2 separate regions of the Mus musculus genome follow, and region 1 is linked to region 2. The links are chromatin contacts, called in public HiChIP or PLAC-seq maps. All regions are on one chromosome and are shown on one strand. Each heading gives the region's core, a stretch centred on a gene start, on an enhancer-like site or on the middle of the called end of the contact. The rest is flanking DNA. Distances are from core to core; before and after follow the strand shown. Region 1 overlaps Adipor1 (adiponectin receptor 1). Region 2 overlaps Kdm5b (lysine (K)-specific demethylase 5B).

Region 1 (6,377 bases), core at 2,721-5,220, 140 kb after region 2:
CTGTGTAGTCCTGGCTGTCCTGGAACTCACTCTGTAGACTAGGATGGCCTTGAACCCAGAAATCCGCCTGCCTCTGCCTCTGCCTCCCAAGTGCTGAGATCAAAGGTGTGCACTGCCATGCCCAGCTAATTTGTTGACTTCTAATCTGCCCATGTCTGCACTCCTGAGTGCTGGAACTACAAACAGCATGCCTAAAGTGAACCAAGCCTGGTCTATGCGGCAGTAGGGATTATAGGGAGGGGTTCATCCATGCTAGACAGTCACTCTCCCAAACCAATAAATCTCATCCATGTTAATGGTTTTTGCCATGTTTCAGATATAGATTTTCAAAAAATATATAGTAATTTTATTAAGAAAAAAAAATGTTTTCACAAACTGAGTATAAACTCCTCTTGTCCTAGATGATTTTTCTTCCATAAGAGAAAAGGTGAGGACAAACTAGAAAGCCAAACATTTGTGAAAGATAAAAGCTATGACCCCAGCACTTTGGAGGCAGTGGTAGGTAGATCTTTATATACTCAAAGCCAGCCTGGTCTACAGAGGGTTTCAGAACTTCCTGTGTTACATAGTGGGACCAACTTAAAAAAAAAAAAAAAACAAGAAAACCCTCTGGTGGTACACACCTGTAATCCCAGCTACTCCTGAGGCTGATTCAGGGTTAGCCTGGGCTACAGAGTAAGTTGAAGGATAGCCTGATCAATTCAGTGACATCCTTTCGCAAAATAAATATAAAAAGCAATTTCTTAGGTCAAAATAAAAAAATATTGATATAAAGTTAGCCAGTTAGAGTTTCCATTGCTATGAAGAGACTCCATGACCATGACAACTTTTATAAAGGACAACATTTGATGGGGACTGGCTTACAGGTTCAGAGGTTCAGTCCATTATCAAGGTAGGAAACATGGCAGCTTGCAGGCAGATGTGGTGCTGACGGAGTGGCGTGTTCTACATCTGGGTCTGCAGGCAGCAGAGACACTGGTACTGGCTTGAATATTTGAAACCCCAAAGTCCGCCCCCTATGACCACTTCCTCCAATAAGGCCACACCCCCTAACCCCTGTCCAGTAGCACCACTCCCTAATGGCCAAGCATTCAAATTTATGAGGCTCTGGGGACCATTCCTAGTCAAATCCACCACAAAAGTAAAGCCCAACTTTCCACTACACTGTACATTTCCATTCTTAAAGACTGGGTTGAAGAACAAGAATTCTGTTCTATCCCATTCTTATATGAAATGTTTGATACCTGATGATAAGATTTTATCCAAATTTTCCTACTTAAAGCTAAAATAGATCCCAATGCTAAATTTGCATGCTTTTGGACTGATTTGAAGTCTTCCTCTGCCAGAAAAGCCACCATCGCAGTAGTAGGAAAAATTCTATTACAAAGACTTATTCATGGTGCTGGAGAGATGGCTCAGTGTTTCTGAGTGCTTGCTGTTCTTTCAGAGGATTTGAGTTTTGTTCCCAGCACCAGGTCTGCCAGCTCACAACTGCATACATCTTCCGCTTCGAGGAATCCAAACTCCCCTTTCTGGCCTCTGCTGGCACCCACATACATGGGACATCTATAAGTTCCCAAAGTGACATGTGTGTGCGCCAAAGTCCCCCCTCCCGCCACAATAAAATAAATCTTTTAAAAATTTTTTCAAGATAGGGTTTCTCTGTGTAGACCTAGCTGTTCAGAAACTCACTGTCTAGACTATGCTGGACTCAAATGAACCACCTGCCCCTGCCTCACTAGCACTGGGATTAAAGTTGTTGCACCATCAACACACCTAGCTTAAAAATAAATCTTAAAAGGGGATTTTGCCACTTGGGCCAATCCTACTCAATAAGTAAATGTATTCATTGTGCTTATACCTGGGATGGATTAAATGGACATGTGGCACCAACAAAATTAACTGTCAGAAGTGACCAAAGCTCAGAGCTTTATTGTAATAGTTTATCTATTTTATATATTGGTGTTCTGCCTGCATGTATGTCTGAGGGTGATAATCCCCTCAAACTGGAAGTATAGACAGGTATGAGGTATCATGTGGTTGCTGGGAACTGAACCGTTGCCCTTTGGAAGAGCAGCCAGTGCTCTTAACTGCTGAGCCATCTCTCCAGGCCCTAGTGTTTGGCTTCTTTAGCTAAAAACATTCTCATTTGTTTTTCTAAGTTTTACCCCCATTGGAAACCATGACATACTTCTTTATAAAGGGACTCTTATGAAACGGACCAAGCCAAGAGCTACCTACATAAGCCATCTCTCCTAAAGGAAGACATCACACATTATAAGGGATGTTTAGTATGGTAATTAATAAGTTAAGACTTGGTTATAGAGAGCTGGGCATCGTGGTGCATGCCTTTAATCCCAGCACTCGGGAGGCAGAGGCAGGTGGATTTCTGAGTTCGAGGCCAGCCTGGTCTACAAAGTGAGTTCCAGGACAGCCAGGGCTATACAGAGAAACCCTGTCTCAAAAAAAACCAACCAACCAAAGAAAAGACTTGGTTATAGAAAATTTTCATGGTGAGCTTTCAGAGGACAGGGACTAAGTGAGCCACAGCTAAGATCAGATGACTCTGTTGGGAAAGACAACACAGCGAATGAACAAAGACCAGGCCAGCCTGGATAAGAAGGGTCCTACAAGTAGTTAACTCCTCAGGTGCTGCAGAACATCAGGACTTAAGCACATGAGTCTTATTTCTCACTTCCCACGTGGGCTGATTCTCCTGGGGAACACATCCACATAGGTAGCAGGCAAGCTGGGGACTCGACAGCTTTACACGTTTTTCATTCTCCCACAGCACACTGTTAAGATCTTTCTTATTTAAGAGCTTTGACATCCCCAAATCATATACTAAAACCAAATCTCCATGTGAAAAAAGATTCAAAAAGTTTACTAACTTCATAGAAGGGTTGTCGTTCAGTATAATTCAGAAATAATCCAGTTTTTAAATGAACACAAACCTCTTTTAAATCTTCCAAAGAAAACTTCATGGGGTGTGGGGAGGTATTTCTATTTACATTCAAATTCCTACAACCAAATAAATACATAATCATCTCCCTAGTAATAAAAAGGGGACACAATAACCAGTTCCAACCACGTGGATAACAGTGACTTACTGATAATAAAGCAGGTAAAAATATAACAAATTAACAATCTGGGCAGTAACGCTGCTCTATTCACTCTTATTAATAAGAGATATACTAAAATTCCAGGTGATTTTTATCCAAACCTTACAAGACCACTAGTTTCCAACGGTAACATTATGGGGTTTTTTGTTGTTTTAAAGTCAAACGGACTCAATATTAGAGCCAAAAAAAAAAAAAAGAAAGAAAAGAAAAACCCTCTTTGGAGGCATAATAGTCTATTTCAGAACATGCTGTATTTGCTAAAAATACTAAAGGACATACCTTTAAATTTTATGTTAGAAGTCCAGTGTGGCGGTACATGGATTTAGTTCCAGTACCAGGGAGTCGAGGCAGGTGGATCTATGTGAGTCTGAGGCCAGCCTGGTCTATAAATCAAGTCCAGAACATTGAAACCTGACTCAAAAAAATGAAAACAACAACAACAACAAAACAACCCAAAAAACTGACAAACAAAACAAAATGTTGAAAGACAGGATATATTGATAAAGTGTTAATTGAAAAAGAAAGACAATTTGTAAGGAGTCGTAGCACATACCTTTGATCCCAGCACTTGAGAGGCAGAAGATGAATCCCCATGAATTTGAGGCCAGTCTGATCTACATAGCAAATTTCAGGCCAGCCAGGGCTGCAGAGTTAGACCCTGTCTCAAAAACAAAACAGAAACAAAACACCCACAGAACCAAAACCCAACAAAGAAAGTCTAAAAAGTGGGACTTGGAGCTGGAGAGAGTTCAGTGGGTCAGAACACTTCCTGTTCTTTCACAGGACCTAACTTCCTGGCACCCCACCCGCTGGTTCTCAACCATCTGTAACTCCAGTTTCGGGGAATCTGACTCCCTCTTCTGGCTTCCCTAGGTACTACACGTACATGGCAGATACGTGTGCACTCACTCATATACATAAAGTAAAAGTAAAAAAAAAAAAAACAAACAAACAAACCCAAGTTATAACCTGTGGTGGCTATTCCTGGTTGTCAACTTGACTCTATCTGGAATGAACTGTAGTCCAGAAGTGGAGGGCTCACCTGTGACCCAGATCTTGAGGCTGGAAGATACAAGTTTCTGACCTGGATCTTGACATGGAGATCTTGAGGCACAATGGCCATGAAAAGCTTAGTAAGTAATTCCAGGAGACTGAGGCAAGCAGACCTCTGAGTTCAAGGTCAGCCTGGGACAAAGCAAGTCTCAGATTCCAGGGGTGGTGGTAAACACCTTTAATCTGGGCTACACCTTCTGTTGGAGGCCTACATAAGGGTATTGGGAGAAGGAAGACTCACTCTATACCTGCTTGCACCTACTAGCCAGCACATCTGTGGGAACCTACTTCTACAGAAGAGCAGCTCAAACAACTAACCCGAGGGACTGAGCAACTACTAGATTCTTGGACTTCCCATCCACAGCTGCCCATTGTTGGGTTAGTTGGACTAGAGAGTGTAAGCCATTACAATAAATTCCCTCAATCTCTCAATATAGAGACCTTCCATAAGTTCTGTGACTCTAACCAACCCTGACAAACACATGATCTGAAAGACTTTAAAGGCCCATGTTTTCTGATGAAATGAATCCTCAGGGGTCCCATAGTACAGTTAACAAGAATTGAAAACAAAAATACTAAACAATACCTGTGTTATGGGAAGTAGATGAAAGAGTAGATTGGAGCCTCCTTTTCTTCTCTGACAATAGAATGTTATGTTCACAAAATCTATAGAATCCTGACTTCTCACAACTCTGGTTTCCTATTTGTATCTCTGTCGCTACTATTTAGTACATGGAGAAAGGATAATTTTGTTGGGTAAAATTTAGAACTACAATTCTAATTTCTTCTGTAATGACTGGAAATTTGCTTCCCCCAACTAGTATCTGATCATAGTAAAATAAGCAAATGAAATCACTTGTCATAATTATCTGTACACGAAAGGCTGTTCCCTAAGATGAGAACTGGCTACTCCCCATGAGGTTGTGGTTATAGAATCCAACTGACCAGAAGACTAAAATATTAAGCCGGGCATGGTGGTGCATGCCTGTAATCCCAGCACTTGGATCTCTGCGAGTTCAAGGCCAACCTGGTCTACAAAGTGAGTCCAGGAGAGTCAGGAGTACACAGAGAAACCCTGTCCTGAAAATAATGATAATTTCAAATATTACAAATAGCAAATAAATGTATTTCATAGACTATAAATGACAGATGAAGAGGAGACTTACACCTGGGATAGGGTGTGATTTTTAGAGGGTGTGGTGAATGCCTGTAATCCCAGGATTAAGGAGGTAGAGGCAGGAGAACCAAGAGTTCAAGACCATCCCTGGTTCACATCCAGTGTGAGGCCTGACTCTAACTATGCTATGCACTTGGAGGGAAACGGTTTCTTCTTTTCTGTCTTCTTCACTTGAGACCAGATCACAGTGTTGGCCCTGGTGGAGCGGAGGTGAGACGCATGCACCGCCACACCCTCCTTTGCCCCTTTGCTTTTAATTTCTATTCCCTGGGTTATCACTTGAGACTAAGAAACATTTTGTTTCTTGGCCTAGGTGAACTGTTTCTGTTTTTGTTTTGGAGACAGGGTCCGTGTAATCTTAGCTGTCCTAGAACTCACAGACTTTTCTGCTTCTGGCTCGGCTGCTATTAAAGGCGTGTATCACCATGCTGGGCTAAATTGTTTCTTCAAAGGATCACTTGTCCTCAGTTGAAACTTTGTACATAGTGTTATACAGTTACACTGTGTGATTCCTGGCTCCCCCCCTCCCCCCCCTTATGTGCTGAGTCACTACCAGCTTACACTACCCAATGAATTGAACCTCTTAATCAGGTTCAGTATAATTCACAAAGGCACGAAATAGTAAGTTACTCTTTGGTGAGACAATCACAGTAAACAAGGTGGGCTTCTGCAGGTAGGTGGGTGGGTGTATATGAAGGAGTACAGACATTCAGGCCAATACCCTCAAGTGTTGAGGCCGGCCAGTGGCCCACATGTCTGGGTTCTAGCCTGGAAGGCATCTTGGAATCTGGAAGAGAAGAGGGAACTAGGCGGCGCGGGAAAGAATGGAACCAAGACATCAGTTTGATCAAGGTTCAATTTTACTATTCAGAGACACTGGGTTATGAAGAAGGGGGAGGGGCCCATTCCAGCCAAATCATCCTTGGAGTCCAGTTTCAGGTGACCTCAAGTCGGCTCCGGAACCGCTAGAAGGCAGGCAGTAGCAGTGGGAGTGGCAGACCGATAGGGTGGCAGGCTCCACCCCT
Region 2 (7,042 bases), core at 3,795-6,294:
GACAGATAGCCTTATTCACTGAGGCCCAAAACCTTCAGCTTTAAACAACTTCAGTCTCAAAGAACATTTAGGGAAGATGGTAAGTGTGCATGCTATACAAACCTAACAACCGAAATACAACCCAAGGAACCCAAGGCTGGAGAAGGTGGCACACATTTGTGACTCAGCATCCCTGCACAGAGATGGAAGGTAAAGACAGGGGAATTGCCCCTTTGTTAGGTGAGCTACCCTGGAATACACTGCAGAAAAAACCAAGAGAGACCCATGTCACCACTGACTCCTGCTTGATAGCTGCTCTTTGAAGAAGCACCTGCCTCCATCCTAAACTGAAAAGCCATCGTAAAGACAAACTAGCCAGGCAGTGGTGGCGCACACCTTTAATCCCAGCACTTGAAAAGCAGAGGCAGGTAGATTTGAGTTCGAGGCCAGCCTGGTCTGCTATACAGAGAAACCCTGTCTCAAAAGAAAAAAACCAAAAAAAAAAAAAAAAAAAAAAAAAAAACACACAAAACAAAACAAAAGACAAACTAGGTTCATACCTGTTTATAATTAAACATGTTTCTCAAGAATTGGGCTATGCCCTACTGTAACCCTTAACTACAAACGGTTCTGTACTTGCCTGTTCCAGGAATAGCAATCATGTCTTTGTTTTACAACGTTGTTCATAACCATCTTGCAACCCTTTCTTTATTTCAAAGGTTCTGTGACCACCTTGCTATGCTGTGCATCACGCCTACTGTGCAATCATGTCTTTGTTCAGGAGGTCGTTGAAACTAACTTTTTATACCCAATGCTCTGCCCAGGTAACACAACCTATTTGCCTGCCAAATCCCCTATTTCCTATTTTCCATTCGGAAACCCCTTACCCCTGAGCTTTAAAAAAAAAATCCTTGTCTTCCTCATTTTCAATGCTGATCTCTTGAACTCTGCCTTAAGGAGAAGCACTTCATGTACAAGAATTTAAAAAAAAAATTTTTTTTTAAAGGTGGCAGGCCTTTAATCCTACTACTTGGTAATAGAAACAGGAGGAGTTCAAGTCCCAGTTCCAGGACAGCTAGGGCTACACAGAGAAATCCTGTCTGGAAAAACTAAAACAAATAAAATATATAAAATGCATAAACCAGGGACTGAGAGATGACTGAGTGGTTACAAGCACTGCCAAGTGTGTGTGTGTGTGTGTGTGTGTGTGTGTGTGTGTATTCTCCAACAAAAACAAGTCAGCTAGCTAAATCAGGTATGGCTTAATCCCAGCATTCAGAAAGTTGGGAGAGAAAGAGTGTCAGCTCAGAGAAGTTCAAAGCCAGCCTAGGTGCCTGTCCAGCCTGGGCTACAGAATAAGAAGCTATCCAAAAAAAAAAAAAAAAAAAAAAAAAAAAAACAACCTTTTTTTTTTCCCAATGAATTGATGCCTTTAATCCCAGCACTAGAGAAGCAGAGATAGTCTAGCCTATGAGCTCAAGGCCAGACTAGTCTACATATATATATATATATATATTGTGAGACTTTGTCTCAAAAATATAAACCAAGCTGGGCAGTGGTGGTGTATCTCTGTGTTCCAAGCCAGCCTAATCTGTAAATTGAGTTGCAGGACAGCCAAGGCTAAACAGAGAAAAAACCCGTCTTGAAAAACAAAACAAAAAATAATTAATTAAAAATAAAGACAGTAGGGCTGAAGATATGACTCAGCAGTTAAGAGCACTGGCTGCTCTTCCAGGACACTCAGAACCCATGTGGCATCTTACAAAAACAGGGGATCTGACTGACACCCGCGGACATGTGCAAGCAAAATACCAATCAATGTATATAAAATAAAAATAAAAGCATCAAAAACAAAAAAGTTGCGTTACTTTCTTCTGAAGTATAGAGATTTAGCCCTGCTACACGTTTGGTAAATTAAATGTAATGCTAACATTAAGGATGGAGACAATTATTTTAAATAAACATGTATGATCCCAAATAGTACTGAATTTAAACCTGTTTGGTTATACACCACTGGGACAAGGGACTGGGGTGCATATTTTACATATCAAAGCAGACCTGGTCTCCAGGTTCTCCCAGCATCCTTCAGTCCCTACCTAGCACACCCTGCCCCCAACCTTAAATTTTCCAACCCAGACAATTTGGGCTCCCTGCTCTCTCCTTTTCTCTCCCTCTCTCCCTCCCTCCCTCCTTCCCCCTCCTCCTCCCCCTCTTCTTCCTCCCTCTCTCTCTCTCTCCTCCCTCCCCCCCCCCACACACACAGGCTCTTTCTCTTATTCTTATCTCCTAGGAGTCTAGATCTCCTTCTACTACTCTATACTTGAGTATAGAGACCTAGCTTGCCCTTGTAAGACAGGAAACCCAGGAGAGTCTAATCTACAATTGCCAGCTTTGACAATTTAAAAAGAATTTGTACTACTACTACTACTTATAAAGTATCCTTATCAAATATTTTGTTATAGCAGCACAAATACACTAAGGCACCCACCCGCTTATTTTTTGTTTATTTTTGGTTCTTTTTTTCTGAGGCAAAGTTTCCTGGTCATACATAGTTCAGGGGCTCACAATCCTCCTGACTCAGCCTGTCAAGTGTAGGATTACAGTCTGTAAGCATCGCTGTGAAAAGGATGTAATGAGCATGCCCAATTAAAGATGTAAGTGGGCATTTCCCTGCCATCCAACAGCAGCTTCCTTCCATCACGCTGGTTAAACGCTGTCTCCAACTTTCAGTTGTTTACTTCTTCCATCCACTGCTACATTTCCAAAATAAGTTATTAGCCTAAAATATGAAAAAACTGCAGCCAAAGGAACTGGCCATCATTTAAACGGCTGTTTGGTATCAATGATCCACTGTATAAGTGATATCTCAGTGGATAAAAGCATCTGTCAAACCTGACAAGCTGAGGTGACTGCAGCTCTGATGATCATATGTACCCCGTGCACATGAACACACACACACACACACATACACACTTTCTTTTCTGCTTGTTTTGTGGTTTCTGTTGTTGTCGTTTATGTCCTAATATTAGCAGCATTAGAATCAGGAGCTCCAAGTCACTCTCTGTTAAGAGTTCAAGGCCAGTTAGGACTCCCTAAAAATACAAAATGACACTCTAACGTTCTGTATCTGTACCTTACTATTGCCATGTCTTTATATTTCAGTGACCAGAAAGGAAAAGCTGCATTTATTAAACCTATTAAAGAGCTGTACATGGGCTGGAGAGATGGCTCAGAGGTTAAGAGCACTGACTGCTCTTCCAAAGGTCCTGAGTTCAAATCCCAGCAGCCACACAACCACCCGTAACAATATCTGGAGCCCTCTTCTGGTGCGTCTGAAGACAGTGTACTTACATATAATAAAAATAAATAAATTGCCGGGCTCGGTGGCGCACGCCTTTAATCCCAGCACTCGGGAGGCAAAGGCAGGTGGATTTCTGAGTTCAAGGCTAGCCTGGTCTACAGAGTGAATTCCAGGACAGCCAGAGCTACACAGAGAAACCCTGTCTCAAAAAAAAGGAAAAAAAAAAAAAAAGCTGTACACAATAGCATGAATACTCTCCTGCATAAGATGAGATAACTGAGTTTGAAGCCAGCCTGGGCTATAGAAAAATTAATCTTGGCACACCCCTTTAATCCCAGCACTCATGGCAGTAGAGGCAATTGGATCTCTGAGTTCAAAGCCAGCCTAGTCTACAGAGTTCCAGGGCAGCCAGAGCTATAGAGGAAAAAGTCTTGAAAAACTAAAAAGATAAATTAGTCTTTAAAAACAGAAAGAAGAGAAAGCCACTGGGTGCCGTGGCTTCTCCTGAGGCAGAAGCAGACAGAGCTTCATGCCAGCAGGACGAGTTTCAGACCAGACAGGGCTGCAAAGTTAGATCATGTCTCTATTTCTTTATTCTTAATAAATGATCACTAACTAAAGTCCTTCATTGTCTAGGCTCAAATCCTAGTTCCACCACACACTATCTCTTTCCTTCCAACTTCAGGATGTAAAGATGGGTCAGCATTATTTTGCTTTTATAAGCAAGCTAAAAAAAACTCTGAAAATAGTCTGGGTCCAGGATAACGTAATAATGAAAATGTCACCAGAAGCCAGGAAATTTTTATTTTACTAAATAACTTTTTCTCTTCAAGTTTTCATTTACTAGATGCCTAAGAATGTCCTATGCACGTGTGTGTGGTGCATGCACACACAAAACACACACCACACCCAAACCAAATCCTAAACACTGTTCTCTAAAAAAGAAAAAAATCTGATAACAATTACCCATTATTTATAGCAAAGACATATTTTACAAACAGAAAATAGTAAAAGACAGATTAACAATGAAAGAAAAAACTAAGAGAATGAATACAATTTAAGTATAAAAAAATAAAATCAAAACCCAATCTCTACATATCCCTGAAGCTATCTCTCCTCATACTGGAAAATCTAGTGACTCTTCTCAATTTGTCCAAATACAGCATCATAGTGGATGGGTGCCTCAAGGAAGAGAATCTTAAATACTTTGAATTTTACAAAGTAGAGGTTATACTTCAAAAAACACACCTTTTCCATTCTCCACTCTTCCTCCTTGCCCCACACACACACATACACACACACACACACAAGGACCAGAGTATAGATGTGAAGAAAGAGAACCTACTTTGTCTTCTACCTTCAAATATAGTCTGGCAAAGAAGAGAAGTTGCCATCTGGCTGAAATATCTCCAAATGATGACCTGGTACAACCACACAGAAACCAGGAGACTCCTGCCTAAAGCTCTCTAAGTATGGAGGTGTAGCGGGGATTTGTTCTGTTCCTGGCATTATACAATTAGAGTAAAACAGTGTTTCACAACTGTAGCCTACAGGATACATGTCAATGTCACACAGGACATTAAGAAAAAGATCAGTGTGGGTCTCATCTCTCAAAGAGACACCAACAGAGAGATCACTACAGAAAACTACAGCCTCTCAAAGTGCAAAGAACAAGTGCGGTGCCCAGCCCAACTGATACATCTGCAACACAACTGCTGAACAAAAGGGTCAGGAATCATAGCAGCAGGAAGTGGGAGACCTCTTAAGAACCAGAAGAATAGGAAGTTTGGTAAGAGAAGCTACACCCATAGAGACTCTTCAACACGACTGCCTAAACAAGGCCTGAATAAGGATGATATCTTAATCCTAGACAAAGAACCGGAGATGGAATGTTGAGGACTGGCCACATGGAGAACACAGAAAAAGAACCTAGCCAAACTACGAGATACCAACTAAAATGCCTAACATTTGAAGACATAGATCGTAACTTAGTACATGGATGGGGCGGGCTCTAGTGGTAACTCCACAGTTAAGTTTTTACCTTACAAACCAATCCTTGGAAGCCATATGAAGGTAGAGGGCGAGAATCAGCTTGACAAAGTTACCCTCTGACCTCCACGGCCTGGCATAGTACGTGCACCCACACACATCATGCACATACACAAACACACTAAGAGCAGGCAGGCCTTACTATCATCGAAGTGTCTCTGTAATGAGTGTGTATGTATGCAGGTGCACATGTGTTGAGGAGTGTATGAGGTCAGAGAGGACAGTCAATTCCTTTGAAATAACATTTAACTCCTTTAAAAAGAATGTCAGGAGTCGGGCGTGGTGGTGCACGCCTTTAATCCCAGCACTTGGGAGGCAGAGGCAGGTGGATTTCTGAGTTCGAGGCCAGCCTGGTCTACAAAGTGGGTTCCAGGACTATACAGAGAAACCCTGTCTCTGGAGGAAAAAAAAAAAAGTGTCAGGTTGACCTAGCAGCTAGACTGATAATTAGACAATTAGGCTAGACTGATAGGCTAGTGAGCCCCAAGCACCTTCCTGTGTTCTCTGCTTCCCCAGCAATGAACAGTATGACCAGAATAGGCTACTACACACAGCCAGATTTTGTATATTTCTTGGTCTCAAACTCAGGCTCTCATATTTCATACAGACAAGCATTGTATCAAATGAGCAAGCCATCCCTTCAGCTGGACAGTACTTACATACATCTAGAAAACATTATTAAGTTTGACTTAAGACTAATACATACACTCACAAAAGCATAGTAGTAAAAACACAGTAAAAGTATACAATGCATAGGCCCACCAAAGAGAAGTAAAATATAAAATATAGGTCCACCTAAGAAGTAATAGAAGAGACTACATAATTCCAAGGCTTTAGTTATGTGTCTCTATATGCATGTGACTTCAAATGTCCCTGGAAGTCTGAGGAGTTGGACTCCTGGAGCTGGCATTATAGGCAGTTAGAAGCCTGACATGGGCACTAGGAACCCAATGGGGTTCTTTATAAGATCCATAAATCTCCAGACTCAGAGTTCCAAGTTTTTCTGATTGCGAATTCTAGTTACTTTCATTGAAAAAGTTTGTCTATTTTTTAAAACACTGTGACACAGAAAGTGGCAGATGTGCTGGGGCTGTAGCTCACTGGCACAATGCTTGCCTAGCAAGAGTGAGGCCCTAGTTCAATTGCTGTTACTATACAGGTGTGTGTGCATGCGCGCGCACACACACACATACACAAATTGTTTTTCAGTTATAGATCCGGCAGGCTTCAAATTAAAGATTCAGGTACTGAGAAAATCTACACCTGAATCAACCAAGATGTTAGCCTGAACTGCACAGTAAGACCCTGTCTCAAGAATAACGCAACAGTGCTGGAGCAAATGGCTCGGCAGTTAAAAGCACTTGTTGCACAATCATGAGAACTGGGGTTCTGATCCCAGAACCAGTACCTCAAGCAGGATATCCACCAACACTGTTATTCCAAGTTCTAAAGCTCTAATGTCCTTTTCTGGCCTCTACAGGTGCACAAGTTAAGTACCTGAATTCCCACACACATATGCATATTCATGCACATAGACCAAAATAAATGCATACAAATAAATCTTTAAAAAATAAAAACAAGAGAGATGGTTCAGTGGTAAGAGCACTTGCTGTTCTTCCAAAAGACCAGGTTCAATTCACAGCACCCATGAAGCAGCTCATAATCATTTGTAACTTTAGTTCCAGGGGAATCCGATGCCCTTTTCTGACCACT

The links. HiChIP or PLAC-seq counts read pairs in DNA pulled down with a chosen protein or histone mark.
Region 1: an H3K27ac HiChIP or PLAC-seq map of embryonic stem cells shows a contact between it and region 2, with 18 read pairs. The contact joins two enhancer-like sites. A contact is called at or near these places in 1 of 39 promoter capture datasets (hematopoietic stem and progenitor cells), 3 of 484 Hi-C or Micro-C datasets (bone marrow-derived macrophages, hematopoietic stem and progenitor cells and rod photoreceptor), 4 of 115 datasets of contacts at active chromatin or transcription factors (the HPC-7 cell line, bone marrow-derived macrophages and embryonic stem cells) and 3 of 9 other capture datasets (adipose tissue, liver and pancreatic islet).

The regions. Positions count from the first base shown.
Region 1 is chr1:134,433,169-134,439,545 of GRCm38.p6, reverse strand. It overlaps Adipor1 (adiponectin receptor 1), which reads right to left. Exons shown (of 8, transcript NM_028320.4): 8 at 6,195-6,377. Among named protein-coding and RNA genes, the nearest start is that of Klhl12, 19 kb to the left of the region's middle. Within about 2 kb of position 3,970, at least 26 of the 459 cell types and tissues checked have an H3K27ac peak or open chromatin away from gene starts, as enhancers often do. A contact at or near this core is called in embryonic stem cells, where this site is marked.
Region 2 is chr1:134,568,778-134,575,819 of GRCm38.p6, reverse strand. The region is part of intron 1 of Kdm5b (lysine (K)-specific demethylase 5B); the gene reads right to left. Among named protein-coding and RNA genes, the nearest start is that of Kdm5b, 12 kb to the right of the region's middle. Within about 2 kb of position 5,044, at least 8 of the 459 cell types and tissues checked have an H3K27ac peak or open chromatin away from gene starts, as enhancers often do. A contact at or near this core is called in embryonic stem cells, where this site is marked.